Regions from separate parts of the Mus musculus genome. Here region 1 is linked to region 2. A link is a contact called in public Hi-C data. All regions are on one chromosome and are shown on one strand. The core of a region is the stretch at or near the end of the contact, and the rest is flanking DNA. Distances in the headings are between cores, read along the strand shown.

Evidence for each region. Hi-C and Micro-C count contacts between places; a contact is called where the count stands out from the background.
Region 1: a Hi-C map of Sertoli cells shows a contact between it and region 2, with 1.9 times the contacts expected there. The contact joins two enhancer-like sites. A contact is called at or near these places in 6 of 484 Hi-C or Micro-C datasets (3T3-L1-derived adipocytes, Sertoli cells, cerebral cortex and 3 more).

The regions. Positions count from the first base shown.
Region 1 is chr13:90,512,253-90,518,684 of GRCm38.p6, reverse strand. The region is part of intron 1 of Gm35111 (a long non-coding RNA gene); the gene reads left to right. Among named protein-coding and RNA genes, the nearest start is that of Gm35111, 34 kb to the left of the region's middle. Within about 2 kb of position 2,589, at least 184 of the 459 cell types and tissues checked have an H3K27ac peak or open chromatin away from gene starts, as enhancers often do. A contact at or near this core is called in Sertoli cells and stem cell-derived neural progenitor cells, where this site is marked.
Region 2 is chr13:90,393,819-90,400,013 of GRCm38.p6, reverse strand. No RefSeq gene overlaps it. Among named protein-coding and RNA genes, the nearest start is that of Gm35111, 150 kb to the left of the region's middle. Within about 2 kb of position 4,938, at least 58 of the 459 cell types and tissues checked have an H3K27ac peak or open chromatin away from gene starts, as enhancers often do. A contact at or near this core is called in Sertoli cells and stem cell-derived neural progenitor cells, where this site is marked.

The sequences.
Region 1 (6,432 bases), core at 1,340-3,839, 120 kb before region 2:
GATAATAGGTAAACGAATGTTCCTTGCATACATGCTGTGCTTTCTTCCCATTCATCTTCTCCTTGAATATATCTGCTGATTTCATCTGTCTGTCTGGGAGTTACTCTGTTCCTTTAAACATCACTTCCCCTCTTCATTGCTCTCTGGTAGAGTACGGATCTCTCTCTTCATTCCATCCTTTCAGGCTGTACCACAGGCTACCTTTGTGACTCCATCTCTTAGGCGGGACTTGCTGTACATCTGAAACACAGAACTTCTGGCTGCTCCTCAGCATTTCTGACTCTTCTTGTTCCACATTTGGTTTTAATATCCCTGCCCCACTTCTGTCTCTTCCATTTTTCTCCATTAAAATCATACCCGAGCTTGAAGGACTCGAAGGTCTCCATTTCCCTCAGCCTCAAGTCTGACGACTTCTTTTCATCTCTTTGCATATGTAGCTGCACTTCTTTTGTAGTTTATTTTCTCTTTTCCTTTCTTTTCCTCCTTCCTTTTCTTCTTGTTACAAGTTGAGTTAAGTTACATGAAGACTAAGGGACTTAGCCAGAGCTGGGGTTCAAAGTAGACAGGCAAGAACTGGTTTTCCTACTGCCAGCTCTGACATCTACATAATTAGTATTATTTAAAAAGAGTCACATATATTGAACTGGTGACAAAACTATATTCATAGTAGAAGCTGGTAATGGGAATAAGCTTGTGAGTTCCAAGGCAAAAGCCCTTGTACTCTGTTGAGTAAAAAGGAAGAAAAGGTCCAGTCTAGACCTGGATGTCTAGAAGTGTTTTAAGTGTCCTGCATCCACAGAGACTTTAAGGACAGAGTCAGAGAAGGCAGATTTTTATGTGTTGCCTTTGTTGTCTTGAAAGAGCAGACTCTGCCAAAACGATAGCAGCCATGCAGAGCCTAGCATCTGCAATCTCTAACAGGTTTCAGATTTCTAAAAATGACTTGGAAAATCACATGTCAGCAAACTAGAGGGGCAAAAGGGAGCCACTGATAGGGAATCAGTGAATCTCACGTGTATTTGAGATGCTGTGACAAAAACATGCAATGCACCAATCACAAGGTCTGCAGTGTTTCATTTTCCTCTTCATGACAGTGATTACATTTATGATGTCTTTCAGAGACTTGAGCAAAGAACACAAGCTGAAAAATCAATACAGCAAATGGCAAACATGCCAAGGGTGTGGATTAGAATGGGAACCAGAGCCAGTGAGAACATGGTGTTTGGGTAACATTGTGCCTGCACTGGCAAACTTTAATCTGTTATATTTTGTATCTAAAATATATGGAAACACACAGATGTGGTGAGAATGGGACAGATACAATTAGAACAGGCAGTTTGGGGATGAAAATCAGATACCTCTGATTACACTTGGTCCATGCCATGCTTATCACAAATGACACAATGAAGGCTCCAGAATGGAGGACAACTGCCATACAGGTATATCTTGTCGCCTAGGAGTCTGTTGCTTTGTGTTGTCTCTCTTCAATTCCTTTCCACTCATCTGATTGTGATTCTTAAACCCTCAAGTCTTTATATTTGCTTTGGTTGTATTACTGCCAGACAAGAAGAAATGGACAACACAATTATATCCATATGCCTACTATGACAGAACTCATCTTAAGGAAATGCCGATGCCCAAGATGAATGGTGGTGCTCTCCAGAGGCTGTTATGTCACTTTAGTCCTTGCATGCAGCCTTAGTAGACTAATGATTTGAGAACAGAAAGAAGGCATATTTTGTAGAATATATATATATGCACACACATACATACATACAAAATATTTTACATCTATGGGTGGTTTTAAAGATTATTGCTCTATTTGTTATTATTGTAAAGGCTAACATCTAGACTTTCTTTAAATTATGAGTGCTTAAAAATGGAAGACTCTCACTTCTTAGACAAATGAGTCCAGAACATGTATGTTATGTATGTTATGTATGTGGGTTAGGAAGAACAGGCAGGCACTGGTTAAATTCCCATCAGCCAGGAATTCTGAGCATCCCAACTGAACATATGCACAAAATCCTGAAAAAGCGTTTGAAATTTAGCATTGCAGTAACATGTTTAAAATAACTTCAGAGTTGATCTATAACCAGGGCACTTCTAGGTTTAAGCAAATATAGCAATTAGTTTTTCATTTTTTAAAGGGAGCTCATTTTGTGTAGCTAAATATAAATCAAAAAATTTTAAACACTATCCTCCAAGGCAGTTTAATTTTGAGCAGAATTTGAACGAAGAAGTAAAACCAAATCTCAAAGATGCTTCTGGTGTGGTAACATGGATCCTGGAGTGCAGCCTCAGAGCCATTTGGCTGTAGCCTCACATTCAGAAGGGCCAGCCAAGGAGACACATAGGCAGACTGCTTCAGAGAGATCAGCCTAAACCAGTACCATTTCTGAGACCAAATTCCCCTCAGAAGCACTCTGTAAATCCCCGAGTTCCTGTAGTAAGAAGTCTGTCCCTTTATTTAGTTTCATTGTGTGTTATCATTAAATGGGAGGAAATGACAAAAGCCACAGTCAAGGATAACCATGTGACACTGGCTTAGGCAGGCATAGGGTGTGTCTAGAGTGTGTTTCTGCTCAAAACTGGGTTACAAATGTGACCTAATGCTTGAAGCCTGTAGCTCCCAAAGAGGAGGAAGTTGTGCAGTGTTCTGGTGCTGATGGCAGGTTGCCAACCCAACAGAATTGCACAATCAGCTTCTAGGACATGCTGCATTTTTTTTCTCTCCCCAGAAATCAGTAAGCCACACTAGAGGGCAGGCTAACCTAGACCTTTATTCAACCCCTGCCCCCCACCCAAGAACAAGAATTTGCTCCCTTGTGTCTGATATAAGCATTATAGAAATAGAAGCCTACAGTTGAAAAAAATTGTGGCACTCTACGGAGCAAGCAACAGAGATTGTAGTTTGTGTGATACATCTATTTTACTCTGTGCTTGGAACATGTAAGGACAGCGCCACTTTAAGTAAAGCTTAAGGAAAAGTAAACCAACAAAAGGCAATGAAAATAGTGAATAACATGTCGTTATTAACTTGAATGAATTAATTAATATGTTATCAGAAATTAATACTATCAGACTAAATTAATATTAGAAAAGGGGTATTTCTTGACCAGTAACATCTTCTGTACAGGAATAGAAAATACAGTAGACATTGTCACTGCGGTGCAAGTCAGATACATAATGCTAGTTTGCATCTGATATCCTGCTTTTATTTCATTTTCTTCAGTGTGGTCATCAAGCACTAAAGGACTTGAGAATATAAGCTGTATAAAGTGGACTGTCTTAGGAACAAGGTTAATATTCTTCCTCCTGGACTTGCCCCATACCACCTCAGACTCCTCAGCCCTCCCAAGGAGTTTAGGATGTAGTAGAAAGTCACATAAAATTTCCAATCTGAACACTGAGCATATGTATTGTTAAAACATTGGTTGATAGCCACAACTGGCTTCTTGCTATTCTTTGAAAATATCTATGTAGAAGATTATCCTATTTTCCATATGTTCTGTGCTAGTCCAGCTTCTCCACAGACATGGAGACAACAAGATATACATAGCAGTCGATTTGTCAAAGAGGCTTGTTGCGTGCAATTCTGCAGTCTGAGAGGTTTCAGATCTGTAGTTAAAGACAAATGTAATGCCACATTTCAGTAATCTGTGCATTTGGGAAGCCAAGGCAAGAGGATTACCAAAACTTTGAAAATAGCGTGGGCTTCCAAGGAAGACATTTTCTTATAAATGGACAAAAACAAAATCAAAACAAAAAACAAACAAACCTAGAGTCTGCAGACTGGAGACAGTGACGTGGTTTCACATCTGAGTGTAAAGCCCTAAAACCCATGAGAGCTCAGGATATAATATCATGTCTGAGTCAGAGTCTAAGAGACGCAACTGATGCTGCAGCTTACAGATGGAGCTCTGGAGTTCTTTTTGCTCACCTATTCATCCAGGCTTTCAGTAGGCCAGATGAATCTTCTCTGAAGACTGCTTTATTGCTTTTGGGGGTCTACAGATCCAAATGTTAATTTCATCCAGAACTGACCTCCCAGACACAACTAGAAGAATATTTTCACCAAATCTGAGCACCTCAAGGCTCAGTGTCACAAACATCCAATCATCTCAGCTACTCTTTGCTTTGTGCTTACTTTTATGCTTTAGAGAATGCAAAAATCCCTCTCTGCAAGCATCTCAACCTGAAGCATTGGTTCCCACTTGCAAACTGTGAGTTATGATGTGCGTGTTAAGGTCATCACAAGAGCTTACTGTGGTCAGAAGAAATTGTTTAAACCAAGCACAGTCTTCATGTGCCTTATAAAAATGAAGTGTAGATAGATTTCATAATTTGAGCAATATGAAATTTATACTACTTTTTCTAAATCTTAGTCATAGGCTTAGAAAATACATTGCACATTTATTTCAAAGTCTAAACAATGATAGCTAAAGCAAGAAGTCCCCAGAGATGACCAGTCTGACCAACAAAATAAAAATTCCTCTGACTAATCTGTTCACGTTAAAGTGGTGCACAGTGTATCTCTGGTGGGCTTGGTTCATTAGGATAAATGTAACATGAGCTCAGTGATGGTAGAGGCAAGAGTGAACAAGACATGAGTAAGCGTGTCCTCACAATTAATAATAACGGAGCCACAAGAACACCCCGTGCTGGGAGACTCCTTTCCCTCTCATGACTCATTTGTCAGAGATTTCCTTTGTTTGCTACTTTTCTCAAATAGCATTTCCTCTCACCAAAGAAGACACTCTAGTTCTTTGGGTTGATCTGTTGCTTTTGTTTAGTGACCAGGACTGGGCCCTTTAAATAGTGAGCCTCCTAGTGATGGTAGAAGTGACGAAAGATGGACTAAAAGATCAGGAAAAGGGATGCTGTATCAGACAGAGATGTTTTTGTTCTTTTGTTCTTATGTTTATAAGCCCAAAACATTAAATGTCTAAATTTTTAACTTTCCTTTATCCTTCAAGAATTCAGTGGAGTAAGACAAGACCTAAAGTTAGTATATATTAGAAATATCATGTACAACCAAAATTATCCTGTAAAGTATTTTTAAAATTATTTTTATTTTGTGTATATGAGTGTATATTACTGTATTACAAAACATTTTGAAAGTCTTGGTTGGCCTTGGTACTGTCTGATATGAGGATGTGTTAACCATGGTTTTCTGAGTATCTCCTTGTCATCTTTCCTTACCCCTCAGCTTGTGTTTGTTGAATAAAATAGAATCTGGGGTTGTGAGGCAATTTTCTTCCACGAGTTTTTGCTTTTATGTAAATTCAGACAATAATAAAACTGCAATGATAGGATAAAACTCCCCAGTGGTAGATTTTAATATTTGCCTTATTTTTTCTTGATTTCTCATTCCTGTGGTTTTGAGTATATTCATAAACAATGTGTACCCTTGTTTGTGTATGTATCATATTATGTCTGAGAGTGATCCAATCAGTGATCCCCTAAATGATGACTTGGTCCAGAAAAAAACGCATCCTAGCAACAGTGAAGAATAAAAGATCTTTGGCACATGTCTAGTAAGGATGCTATTTGGGTTTACTTAGGAAAATCTTCACTAAACCAAAATAAAATATGTCTTTTTCTAATTTACATTACTAATGTGCTATTACACTCTCTTGGCTTTTTTTAAACATACAGATGTGAATGGCATGTATGATCTCATGAATAATTCAAAGACCCACTGTGAGTTCTTGCCCCTGGATTCTATTGTTCCCCAGCCAAGGACGATGACTTTCAGTTTTGCTGGAGCTGGAAGATCCTCAAAGGCAATTTTATTATTATTATTATTAATATTGCTACAAGTGATTATTGTGATTATAAATGATTTTTTACCAGCAATTATTAAGATCTTGCATTGTATAGTCTTCAAACATCAAGACACATCTCACACATTTCAAAATGTAAATTACTCCATCGTAATATGTGTTTGGCTGTGGGGTTGCTTACTAAGTCGCTGCCTTGTGAAGAGTTAAATGCTTTTAATGATTTGGAGCTTTGCAGTGACTCAATACGTAGATTATACTCTCTTTAACAATATGTTCCAGGTCACAGAAAACAATAAAGCCTGTGAGAACAGAGTAGAGAACCACCAAGGAAGATAGATCAGTCAGGCCCAATTGTCATCTCCTGAATACCACTGCCAGCTGCTGTACTAAGGGTTTGTGGTATGATTTGAGCATGGCTTCCAAATTGTAGTAAATTTGACTAATCCCTTGGATTGCCATTGTTTACAAAACACACTGACTTACTTAAGTCAGCACATCTCATCCCTCAAAAAGCTTTCTTCTTTTCTGACGTGTGTCAGAAATAAGTAGTAAGATGATGAGCAACTGTTTCACAGTTCATGGGAAGCCATTGTTTCAAAGGAGTGCCTAGGGAAGGCCAGGGAGCCAGCTATGTGCATTTATC
Region 2 (6,195 bases), core at 3,689-6,188:
TTTTTTAGTGACCACCCAGTTTCAGGTATCATCAAATTCTTCTTGTTGCCTACTCAGGGATTCCCAGCTTTGACATTGTGAACATAGAGGGTCTTTGCTGCTAATCAATCTTGAGCATCATAGGGCATTCTTCGGCATTCCTGACCTCCATAAACAAAGCAATATCTCTTCACCCTTGAAGTGACAAACAGAAGGTCTGTAGACACTCTAGAGGAGAAACTGACACCAACTGGGAATTTCTGTCTTAACAGTGAGTCGAAATTCCTAAAAATATGACTATTTTTATAAAATGTGATTTTTAATCAAGCACTTTCCATGGATGTGTGGTTGACCTTCTGTTTCCAAATTAATGCCGCTTCAATGAAGCAGCAACAATCTACAAAAGATTGCTGCCTCCTCCTTATTTGAGATTAGATGGCTGCTTTCAGTCACGGCCTATGAATCACTCTTGGCAGGAGGTTTAGAAGATGAAATTAGGCTAAAAAAGCAATTTAAAAATGGTTCATCAGTGACAGAAACATAAGATGCTTTATACAGGAATGTAAATTATGCAGGATCTTAAGGTTGTGAAACCTCAGGTACCCCCCTGTTTTTAGAGTCTGACTGCATAGCAATTGAGCTTTTGTTCAATATTAACACCTCAAGTGCAGAATTTGTCTAATCTTGTTCAAGCCATTATTCATCGCTGACAGGATCAGAAATTTACAAAAGAATGAAGATTTTTTTTAAAGCTCTGCCTAGTCTCCTTGCCAGTGGGTTTAAACATGTACTTTATTATTAAAATGCTAGGGTAGACCCCTTGGAAACACTTAGTTCTTTCTTTCGAGTGATAGGCAGATGAGTGTAAAGATGCAGACACTGACTTTATGTACCTTACCTTAAATCTCACCTGAAGGAACTTACGGAGAAAGGTATTTTTCCCCTAGCACTAAGGGTCCTTGAACTTAGTCTGAGGGTCTGCCTACCAGGCTTGGCTTCAAGAAGTTTCCAACTTACAATCTCACATTTTTCCATGAGCCCTCTCTATCAAGTGCAGCTGACTAGATGAGGGCAGAGATGTGAATCAGGGAATCCACTTACTGACAATGGCTAGACATTTCCTACCCCTAAAAGGATGGCCTAGATCGAACATATTCCATTGTGGGAGTGTAACTTAGGAACCATACAGTGAACATTGCAGTTAATAGATTGTACAAAAAAACAGGCCATGTGGGGTTGAAAACCAGAAGATAGACTGAGAACCATAGAAATTAAGTCAAACTGAAGAAATTATGGAAAACATAACCAATTATAATGGCTGGGGAGATAGTTCTGTGAGTAAGAGTGATTTCTATATAAGCATTGTACCCTGTTTGATATCTAGAATTCACATAAATAGAAATCCATGTGTTACTGCATGTGTCTGCAAACCTAGATCTGTGGGACATGGGGAAGAGGAGACAAGATGGTTGCTCAGGGTTTGCTGCTCACCAGCCTAGTTGAAAACAGACAAGTCCGGGCTCATGGAGAACATTGGCTCAAACAAATAGGAGAGAGAATAGCAGAGCCATCTTCCCCTGCCTCTGCATATTCAGGTACATGTGACCTCGTACATTGTATATGCACGTGTACATACAGGAAAACACCTCTGAGTTCACAGAAACTAAAGATTGGGAAAATATACTCAGAAAAGACAAAGAAGATGCTTTCTAAATTTGGAGGAAAAACAATTTTTGTTTTTCTATCACTCTAAATAGAATTATTACAGAGATTCCACCAAAACATAAGAAGTGGTTGAGCATGTATACTGTGAATGAGAAAGTCCAGGTTTTGATGTCACTGGCTCTAACTGTCAACTGTTTGTAGGTTAACAAAGGCACTACACTGTGGTTCCCTCCTCCAGACTCTGGGGATCATAGAGCTTAATGGGAGCTTTCCAAACTCTCTCTTATTGGTGGGGATTCAAGGACACTTTTCCTTTATGCCCAACCCATTGACATGTTCCCCATCAGTGTTTCTCAACCTGTGGGTCACAATGCCTTTGGGGGTTGAATGACTGTTTCACAGGGGAGGCCTAAGACCATCAGAGCACACAAATATTTACATTATGATTCACATCAATAGCAAAATTACAGTTATGACATAGCAATGAAAACAATCTTATGGGTGGGTCATCACAGCATGAGGAATTGAATTAAAGGGTTACAGCATTAGGAAGGTTGAAAACCACTGCTGTAGATGGTTCAGTGTCATGGTTGTCTTTTTAGTAAAACCCCTGTTGACTATAAGCTAGTTACCTGCTGTGATAATGATTCTTCCTAGGTGGCAGGGAAGCAAAATGACAATTTTTTTAGGACACCAACTACTCATATCCTCCCAGGATCTTAAAGAGTATCTTTACTACATTTAGTGCTTTGTAATTTCTCAGGTTTATTGGTGTCTAGTGTCCCTAAAGTGCAAATTTCCAAGTTCTACTCACTCAATTTCTTTACTTGGAGTATACTCCTTCATTCAATCTCCTCTAAGATCTCTCCTCCTGGGCCTTTCCCTGACCAGTCCACTCTACATTGGCTTGACTTCTAATCTTCTTGTGTGGATCCCTCACTCCTACATTTGATGTGATCAGGAAGTGCTATTTCTGTGCCCCTACAGCCTATACCAATTGTTGTATGCTTCATAGAATTGTTCCTCAAACATTTAAATTATTAAAGAGTTAGTAATTCCCATGGGATTGAAAATAACAATCAAGCTTGCTACAGGACTCAGAAATATGGTGGTTGAAATATCTCCAAGAATCCTACCTAGAATATTCATTTGTGATTTATTCAGGTAAATAAATCGCCTTGGTTTTGACTGTTTTCTAGAAAGCAGATTGTGGAGGTGTGGAGGATGGGCCAGAGACTTATGAACCATACTTTTAGCATCAAGAATTACAGAAAGTGAGGGAAGGAGTCAGCATGAGCATATAGATAACTCAGGCTGCAGTACAGTAGACTAGAAGCTTATTAGAACTTGGGGATCAATTCTTTACACTCAACTCTACAATCCCAAGTAGTTCCAAGATGTGGGCTTCTTACGACAAGGCAAACAACTCTTTTTCACTTGAGATCTTTCCCAGAGATGGCTGATATCAGACCTGTGATAGCATTCATAAGCAAGAAGGAAATAAGGTACTTAGTCACGAAGAGACATCTGCAAGGCCTATTACAGGGTATAAACCAAAGGTCTTCAAAGACTTAAGGGCCTAGAAGGTAGAAAGATCTAGTTTAGATTGAGTCTTAAATGTCTTTGTCTATGTCAACAACCTGCGTTAGACTTTTATACATTATTCTCAACTCCTAACTACTCCAAGGGACTACTCAATGGAATCATTTCTTCTATTCTTATACTTGACTTTCTGATTGAAATACCTTTGGCAAGTCATACCACAGAAGCCAACTCATATCTTTCATTTCACCTTTCAGTGACCCTTCATCTCAGGCTTTGTGGCCTGTGATGGTTTGAATATGGTTGGTCCAGGGAGTGACACTATTAGCAGGTATGGCCTTGTTGGAGTAGGTATAGCTTTGGTGGAAGTGTGTCACTGTGGGGGTGAGCAATGAGACCCTCCCCCTAACCATGTGGAAGTCAGTCTTTTCCTGTTTGCCTTCAGAACAAGTTGTAGAACTCTCAGATTTTTTTAGCACTGTGTCTGCCTGCTTGGACAGTGCCATGCTTCTTGCTATAATGATAATGGACTGAACCTCTGATCCTGTAAGCTAGTCCCAAATAAATGATGTCCTTTAAAAGAATTGCCTTGCTCATGATGTCTCTTCACATCAATGAAACTCTAAGACACAACCCACTTCTTTTCAACACATAGATTGTTCTACCTACTGTATGTGAAGGCATGTGAATATGTCCCACTTTTGTAGCCCTAGAGCTGAAAGATGCATATAACCCTCTGTGAGCTCCTAAGCTTGAACATAATAATTATGCTGACAGCCCCTAGCAATAGATCTAGTTTGTTGATGACACACATAATGCATCCACTCAAACGTTGATCTACCCACCTGCTGAAAGAGACATTTCGAAATGCAGCTGATGGATGGATTTCACTCTATTCCTGTCTTACCAGAGTGCTATGAGAGCTACTGTCTCAAAGAGCTCACACAGCACAGCTCTGCAGACAGCTCGAAAGACAGACGGGAAGCTTCTGCTCCATTGTTCTCCACTCACCGCATACTGCAGGACAAGAAATAGGCACTTCCTGTCAATCCAAAAGAAATTATTTCTGACACTTACCCATAGGCATGCATAAAGAAAGACATGCATACAGAATGAATTCATCTTGAAGTCTATGACTTGGTTTAAAAACAAGTTCACATAAATTGGAATTTTTTTTGAAGAGTCAACATAATTTCAGATTTCACCATCATTTCCTGAAGGTACCATCTGGTAAAATTGGCTTATCACCTAACTTTTAATGTATGTTTGAGATTTCCTGCTTATAGCATTTCCCCAAGGGATGAGAGGGGAAAAAATTACAACTGGGCAGTTTTATAAGGGGGATTATCTATAGTTCCCATATAAGACGCCTTCTCCCCCTGTGAGCACACCTGCAGATGCTAATAACTGATTCACGCAATGTTCCTCTTGACTTGAATCAAAATTGGCAATAAGTATATACATCTCAAATAGCAATTTAAAAAAATCTTGTGTTTACTGGTTCATAAAACTGGGTTCGTCCAGTTTACCAGGGGGGAGGGGTAGGTATTCAGGGAGCAATTAGGGATAAGATAGCCAAAGAAACAGTTATTTGGAAAAAGAAATCTGTGTGTCTGGCTCTCTCTATGAATTATGACTATTCAAAGGAAAAAAATCTGAACATTTGCCAAAAAGACTGGCGTGTAAAGGGACAGCTGGAGTCCTTGGCCAGGGTTACAATGCATTACTTGTTCCATGAGAAACGAACGGAATCACTTAGCACAGCGACTCACACATTGCTTGAGACACTGGCACATCGTGAACTCATGAAGCATTTTCTTCAAAGGGAAAGAGTTGGGTATTTCAGGAAGGTCATTGACAGCACTTTGGGTACAGACATGCTGACCTTCCTGGTAGGGATTTGCAGCCTTTGTGGTGGGTGGACCCAGTCTCTGTGGATGCCTTCATTGTGCTTGAAGGTTTATACAGGATGCATTGTGTAAACTGCCAAGCCTAGCTCTGAATCCCTTAAGGGCTCAGGAAAATCTAACCAAATAAAACCCCACTGTATTTTTTTTCTTTCTACGAGAGATGCAAATAGCATTTTTTAACAAGAATGTAAAGCAATATATAAACATGCCCCAAATTTGGAAAATTCAATAGGAGTCTAAAATTTAAACTCCTTAAACAGCTTTAAATACAAATGGGTGAAGAAGCATGGAAATGGGACTGTAAACACATATGAGAACCTGTCATAAAAACCACCTCGAGACCTGGTGACTGAGCTAGACTCAGTTCTAGCTCATGCATGGTACTCAGCAGTGCTACAAAGGTCACCCTCTCTAACAGGGTCAAGTGCCAGCTTAGGGAGAGAGGCATAGCTCTTCCTAGTCCTAGACATATGCAAGGAAGCAACAGGCATTGGAAAGTTTGATTGGACAAGTCAGTTTCAATGAAATGGGATCTGATTAGTCTAGTACAATTGGAGTACATTTCTGAGATTTTTCCAAATTGGTGCATATGTCCTCCTTAGTTAAAGTTAATTCTTACTATTCATGGACATCAGGGATATTAATTTATACTTTATATCTGATTTACCTTAATAAGCCTCATGCTTTACTTGGAACTCATGATACTTATAGATATGGAAATATATATCAGTGAATAAAGGAGCCTCAAAGAATGCAGAGCAAATAGTATGATGTCCTCCTAGTGGGCTATCCTTTTGATGCCCTTAAGATAGTGTGTCCTAGTCAATGTTCCTACTTTAGACCATCTCCAGTAAAAAGGCCTGGCTGATGGTCCAGGAATTGTTCAAACTCAACCCCAAACCAAAGAAACAGAATGAATCACTTACTTACCATTAGACAAATCTCCAGAAATTTGTTACATCTTTAGTACTTGTGGTGAGCTCTAAGTAGGAAAAAATGATGTTTTGTGAAAAGGTTCCAGCTACCAGAGAAGTTAGTACACTTTGAAATGCCTGTTGGCAGAATAACCAATTAAAAAGAATCTACTGTCATTAGAGCC